Linked DNA regions of Macaca mulatta: region 1 is linked to region 2. Evidence: chromatin contacts called from public Hi-C data. All regions are on one chromosome and are shown on one strand. The core of a region is the stretch at or near the end of the contact, and the rest is flanking DNA. Distances in the headings are between cores, read along the strand shown.

The links. A called contact is a pair of places that touch in the nucleus more often than the background predicts.
Region 1: a Hi-C map of cortical neurons shows a contact between it and region 2, with 2.9 times the contacts expected there. The contact joins the promoter of FBXO4 here to the promoter of OXCT1 in region 2. A contact is called at or near these places in 4 of 14 Hi-C or Micro-C datasets (CD4 T cells, cortical neurons, liver and 1 more).

Annotation. Positions count from the first base shown.
Region 1 is chr6:43,006,747-43,010,443 of T2T-MMU8v2.0, forward strand. It overlaps FBXO4 (F-box protein 4), which reads left to right and starts at 1,962. Exons shown (of 6, transcript XM_015139956.3): 1 at 1,962-2,180; 2 at 3,686-3,697. The coding sequence starts at 1,992.
Region 2 is chr6:42,944,559-42,948,145 of T2T-MMU8v2.0, forward strand. OXCT1 (3-oxoacid CoA-transferase 1) reads right to left here and starts at 1,302. Exons shown (of 17, transcript NM_001260592.1): 1 at 1,154-1,302. The coding sequence starts at 1,231.

The sequences.
Region 1 (3,697 bases), core at 712-3,211, 63 kb after region 2:
GAAATTATAAAACTAGAATACTAACATTTTATAACTTGTAAGCAAATAATATTCATTGATAAATGCTGTATCTTTGAGGTGAAAAACTTGCAAGAAATTTGAATGGATCAGTCCAGTGAAACCATTGATCGCTCCGAACATTAGAAAATAACAATGACTTACAGCTTTCAGTCTCAGTATATAATACCATTTACGAATGTGTTAAAGACACTGTTGACATGCCATCAAGAGTGTCCAGGCCGGGTACAATAGATCACACCTGTAATCCTAGCGCTCTGGAAGGCCACAGCAGGAGGATCACTTGAACCTCGGAGGTCAAGACCAGCCTGGAAAACATGGTGAAACTCCGTCTCTACCAAGAAAAAAAAAAAAGAAGAATATAGAAAAAAGAAAGTCCAGAGTGGTCCAGAAAGACCAACCTGGTTTCTTTAACAAATTTCAAGGGAAAATAAAGGAGGGGGAGTTGTACAATGAAACTTAAGCTTTAAGAGTATGTGTAATGTGTGGACCTTGTTGGGCTATGATTCAAACAAATCAAATGTGAAAAATTATTTTCAAAGCAGATGGGGAAGTTAAACACTGACTCGATATTTGGTGATTTTAATGAATTAAAATTGCTTAGGTACAGTGGTCTGTTTCTTAAAATGTGTTTTTTTAGGGACAGATACTGAGATATTTACAGGTGATAGGTCTGGGATTTGTTTCAAAAGAATCCAGAATTGGGGGTGTAGTATTAGGTGAATATAGCAATAGAGCAAGATTAACCAGGGGTTGGTCATTGAATCTTGGATAATGGGCACACAGGAGCATATTATTCACTCTTCTTTTATAAATGTTCAAAATTTTCCATAATAAAAATAAAAATTTTTCTCATTCATTTAACAGATATTTTAATACTTCATACTTAAACTGATTTTTTTTCTTGCTCTAGTTCTAGTTTTTTGCTCTCAAAGTAAATCATGTCCTAGAAAGTGATGAGAAATGCCATATGGTTAATTTGTGGTCCTTGTCCAGATTGCCTCCCAGAAATGAGGCTGCAATTTTATTGGTTATTGGCCCCTACCAACGGCATGCAAATAATATAATGAAACTTAAACTTGTATGTTACAGAGCCTCACAGAACCTCACTTATCAGGCTTTTTTGGATTCTGTTTAGATCCTCAGAGATTTACTTTTTGAATGTATACATACCCAGTTCTATATAACAGATTGACTTGTAATATGTTCTCTTAAAGCACTTTTAAAGTAAGCCCAAAGTAAGTAGAATGGGCATCTGTTTTGAGAATTAAAAAACTCACTAGCGGGATTTCAACACCACCACATCTGGGTTCTCTTCTGGCCTTTTTTTGCCGCCCTTTTATGAGCTACATAGGTTAAGCAAATTTTAAATGTGCTTATATGTTTGCATAGTGGGTCCAGACTTCTCATTTTGGCAAAAGGTTCTTAATAATTGGCCTGCTGACCGCCTCTCTAGTCTGTTTTTCCTGATACTCAAAAAAATAAATGGTAACTTGTTGACTGAGGAAACCACACACACACACAAAACACCCCACACGTAGCATGGCAGTGCTGAAAAGGAAGCAAGTGGTTATTAAGTCCAAGATAGTGGCAGAGGGCTATAGAACAAGCGGAGTCGCCTAGGACCAGGCCTAGTGGAAATGATCCCGGAGAGAACATCTTGAATGAAGTCAGGAAGTCAGCGGGTCGGAGGTTGTACAGGGGCTCTGCGGTTGGCGTGGCTGAGGTTGAGGCCACAAGTTACTGAGGAAGTAACTGTTGACAGGAGCTTCGTACTCGGCTCACAACCACGCACACTGGGCTTCCTCCCAATAACCTCCCTTGCCCCTGGGCCTAACCCTGTCCTGGAGGCGGACTCGCGGCAGAGGCGGGAGGCTGAACGCCCGAGGGCGACCGCGGCTGGCGCGGAGCTGCGCAGAAGGCTGACGCGCTGGCGTGGCTCTGCGACGCGTCACCCGCGCTGCGGGCAAGCCATGGCGGGAAGCGAGCCGCGCAGCGGAACTAGCTCGCCGCCGCCGCCCTTCAGCGACTGGGGCCGCTTGGAGGCGGCCATACTCAGCGGCTGGAAGACTTTCTGGCAGTCAGTGAGCAAGGAGAGGGTGGCGCGTACGGCCTCGCGGGAGGAGGTGGATGAGGCGGCCAGCACCCTGACGCGGCTGCCGGTGAGCGCCGGCCGCAGGCCGCGGAGGACAGTGGGGCCGGCCCGGGCCGGAGGGACCTCCCCTGGAGCCCTGCGGGGCCTGAGGAACTACCGCGCCCGGGCCTGGGTCTGGCTTCCTCCATGCAGCCATTCCTGGCAGTGTAGTCACCGAGAAGCTACAGTTGACCAGAAGCGTCTTGGCATTGAACCTGGTGCTCCGCAGGGGGCCTGAACATCTCAGGGAAGCAACTTCACGGGGCCCCTGGTGACCCTCCCGATCGTCCTCAGGTTTTCCACCCCCCAAAACAGGCACATGTGACTAGGACACCCTGAATGTCCGGTTGCGAAATGAGACCGTTCCCAAGTTGCTGATTAGCTTGGGAAAAGCATTCCAGCCTCCGTGTTCCCAGCGTCTTTAATTCCGGATCATAGTACCAAAACACCTGGAGGGCCAAGGTTTTTACCCTCTCAAGAGGACATTGTGCCTGTGGCTGTTATTGTATATTTGAAGAAACAAAGCTGCCCCTCAGTTGAAAATAAATGACTTAAGTTACAAGTGCCTCAAGTTACATCAAGGCCACGAAAAATGATACACATAATTTATTGTTAAACTTTAGGGTAGATAGGTAAATGAGAACAAAAATTATTGAAAATCATTACAATTTTTTGTCTCATTTGGACTATTGACACCTCCCTCCGACGTGTATATCAACATGAAAACTGCAGGTTTAGAATGCTTCCAAGTTTCTCCTCGCAGAGGTTTTTCATAACATTTTAATGGATTCTGTGCAGGAACTAAAATGACAAATTTACGGCCGGGCGCGGTGGCTCACGCCTGTAATCCCAGCACTTTGGGAGACTGAGGTGGGCGGATCACGAGGTCAGGAGCTCAAGACCATCCTGGCTAACACGGTGAAACCCCGTCTCTACTAAAAATATATAAAATTAGCCGGACTTGGTGGCAGGCGCCTGTAGTCCCAGCTACTCGGGAGGCTGAGGCAGGAGAATGGCGTAAACCCGGGAGGCAGAGCTTGCAGTGAGCTGGGATCTGGCCACTGCACTCCAGCCTGGGCGACAGAACGAGACTCCGTCTCAAAAAAAAAAAAAAAAAAAAAAGTACACTTTTTGGTTTGGTCTGATGATAAAATGAGATAAAGGTTGATACAGGTTTTTTTTGAAAAACAAAGTATTTCCTTAACTAATTTATGTAACGAACTGGTATATCCAAACATCTCTGAGGAAAAATTAAAGGAACTGCTGATTTTACTGGAAAGATAGCAAGACGGTTGGTTTTTCAGGAATGTTTCAATGTTTCAGAAATTAGTTTTAACAAATACAAAACTAAAATGTTCAGTTATGATCCTTTGCTGATGGCAGGAAAATAATAGATTTAATTATTAATGGTAGATTTAGTTATTAAAAATACTAGTCAGTTGACCTTTTATTTATCTGTTGATTGTGTGATTTATCACCCAAAAACTATTTTCTTCATTCCTTTTTCCTACCTGCTTTTTTCTTCTGTTTCAGATTGATGTGCAG
Region 2 (3,587 bases), core at 52-2,551:
TGCTTTATATATCCAAGTCTACCTGCAGTTATCAAAATGCTTCCTAAGAGGCATTTAAGAGTAAAGGAGCTCAGCGGCTCCTCTGTGTTCTCAGCGGTCAGGGATTGGATGCAGGAAAGAAGTGCAATGGGGGCTGGCAGGCACGCTTCAGGAGTAAGCACCGTGTACATGGCACGCTGTTAAGCTCAGATCTATTATTGAATACCAAGGAAGAGGCTCCCGCGATTGAGACAGCGGGGATAAAGCCACCCTCCTGGACCTGGCGCTCCGGTCCTGCAATTCGCTCCTAGGGCTTCAGACAAGGGTGGGCTTACAAGCGAGGACAGTGCATGGGGCAAAACCACAAGTCAGTCCACGGTGGGAATGCCTCCGGATACCACTGGGTGGAGAGTTGGCAGTGGGGCACAAAAAGGATTTCAAAGGGCTCTGAAAACCGAAAGCCCCTAACCCGGATACGAGGGGCCTTGAGAGAAAGGTTTGTCCGCCCCTGCAGACCAGACGCGAGCCAGGGACACACCTCGGATGGTTTCCCAGCTTGGCCGGCAGGACGCTCTGGCGAGCGCTCCAGTCTGCCGGGCAGCAGAGCCAAATAGGGGAGGAGAGGATGGGAGCTGTATTCCACACCCGCCGCACCCGGCATCCAGCCCCGGTGAACTCGAGCAGAGCCATGGCGAACCCGGCCTCAGATTCTGGGCCTCTAGGGGTTCCTCTGCCCAGAGATCCCACATCGGGGGCGCGAACCTACCCGCTGTTGCCTCACTCCTTCACCTCCATACACTGGCGCCCTCCTCCCCCAGTTCAGACCCTCAGAGTCCCTTTCCAAGGGCGGGTGCCAGGAGGGACGCCGGCGACCGCCAGGGAGCTCCAGAGCGCTGCCAGGAGTCCTCCCGCCCCTTCTCAGCCTCTCCGCGCGCTTCCTTGAGCTTCTCGCTCCATCAGGGAAGCGACTGCAGAACCAAGCAAAGGCGGTCATCCAAGGGGCCGGCGAGGCCAAAAACGCGTCGCCGCGTGTCCGTGACGAGGGCACCGCGCCACGGATGCCAGATCCCAGGCTGGAGAGAGGGGGTAGGGGCAGAGCAGAAAACGCGGGCACCACTCAGGGTTTGGTCCACGTCCTTCCTGCCCGTGGCCTTCCTTTTCCCCCGCACTTTACCTTGTACCAGGCTCCTCTAGATCCGCAGGCAGAGGCGCAGAGCCGAAGCCCGGAGGAGAGGAGTTTGAGAGCCGCCATCTTCGGGCCGTGAGGCAGGAGGAGGCTACCGGTTGGAGCGCGCGTTTGGGTGTAGGTGCGCGCTGTCCTGGGCGCCGCCGAGTCACTGCGAAGGAAAGCGGGGCGTGCTGGGGCCTCCACAGCGCGGCTCTGACGTCCTCCCGGCCTTTCGAGCCGCACGCCGCTGGCGCGCTGCTGGCTGCTGCTTTTAAAAGAAGTGAGGCTGGGCGGGGCCCCGGCGGGGAGAAGAGGCTCTGCGCAGCCTGAGCGGATCGCCGGGAAGTTCCTCTCAGAGCCTCAGGTGTCTGGGCGTATGCGAGACCCGGCGTGTGTTGGCGCGCACTTGCCGCTGCAGCCCTTCTGACAGCCCTTTAGCTTAGATGGGGCGCTGGTGGCCGCCTCCCCCTAGGTTGTGGATGAGTCTTGGCCTAGGGTTCAGGGCCCTCCAGCCGCGGGAGGACCTCCCACCAAGCTTGTTGCTTTTCCAAGTGAGTGCTTCGTGTGTGTGTGAGCTGCATAGGGGCACCCCTCGAAACCCCCTTCTCTTCTCCCGCCTGGACTGCGTTCACGTTTCTAACATTTCTCAGCCCCTTCTTCCCAAACCTGGCCTTGGCTTACGTAGAGTAAGTTTGCTGCGAGGACCTGCCTCGAGCTGTCGGTCAAGAGGTGTGAGCAACAAGGCTTGCAGAGGAACAAGATTAAGACTGAACCTCTGTGACCTGACTTTAGCACACCTTTTCTTCCCCATCATCCAAGTTTGCAAATTTTAGGCTCTTTCTCGCACTGGAGTCCGAGCAACCCAGAGATTTACTAAGGAGATGCAACCATAAAGGTAGCATATTGCTTTAACCTTAGGCAAGTTAGATAACTTCCCTAAGCCTCAGTGTCCTCATCTGCAAATTAAGATAGCTTATAATACAACGTCATAACGTTTCTATGAGTTAATTCATGCAAAGTTTCTGGCCGTATTATGAGGAGTCAATAAATGTTAGCATTATTTTAAGTTTATTCCATTGTAGCAGTTCATTGACATGGCACGTACATATTCTGCAACCTTTGTCTTTTGACCAACTCCTTGAGGACATGAGCTAAGACTGATTTCTCCAGAACTGTCTTTGCACTTAGCAGAATGGAAAGACCAAGTGGAAGCTCAATAACATTTTATTTGATTAAGGCCTGACCAAGTTCTGAGAATGTGATGTTAGTTTTGAACCAAAGCAAAGCACACAAAAATTAAATGAGATCTTAGCTTCCTTAGCAAATACAGTAAGGTAATGAACAGTGAAGATCCAGTTCAAAGTTTGTCCATAAAAGCATTTGCCCTTGCATGGTATTCTTTTAACTCTGAACTTTTTTTCCCTGTAAATGTTATAATTTTAGGCAAAATCTGTTAAGGACTAAAATACCAAGTTAGACTATTCAATTACATTGGAGAAACTAACTTAGTAATGGTTGGTATTTCAACACATTTTAAGAAGTTGGAGTGAGGGGAAATTCAAGTACTGTAACTAAAGTCCCACAACTAGTGATAATTTAGCATATAGCAGCTGTTGTACCTTTAACTTACGCAATGTGAAAAAAAACTAGCATTCCAATTGAGTCTACTTTTCCACTTTTGCCCATTCCAATTGGGTCTACTTTTCCACTTTTGCACTTCCACAGGGCACATGAAATGGAAAAACTGCATTGGCAACTTTGCCGGTGGTCATATGACTGACTCTTGGCTGGTCTCACTTTGTTGCTCTTGGCTGAGGAAGACACATTTAAAATGTTGCATGTTATGTGACTAAGTCGTCTGAGAAAATCAGCCTCATTACTGTATGGTCAAAACACACTGTACTGTATTTTTCATTACTATGACTTCATTTTATACTTTTTAAATAATGTGTAAGTCTCCTCGACTTGAATAAATTGGATTACAAATTACAAAAAAGTTCTTATATGCTGATTTGCCTTCTAGTTACACAAAGGCACTTCAATTTTAATTGATGTGCAAAATTTTACTTCTTTTAAATATCTGAACTTTTCTAAACTAGTAAGGATATTTTCCACTTGCTTTGAAAGGCAGTTTCTGGCAAATATGTTATATTCTGGAAACTTTTCTTTGTGGAATCTTACAGTTTAGCTTCCACACTTTTAAAAACTGGGAAAATTGTATTCAAAGCCTTTAAACAAAAGGTCTGATTCCAGTCATTCAATGAGGAAAGTTTTTTTTGTTTTGTTTTCTTTGTATTATGGGTTTTTTTTTTTTTTGTATTATATTATGATACATATGTGTATGTGTGGGTGTGGGTGTGGGTGTACATACACAGAGTCATGTGCCACATAACATTTTGGTCAATAATGGACAGCATATATGATGGTGGTCCCATAAGAT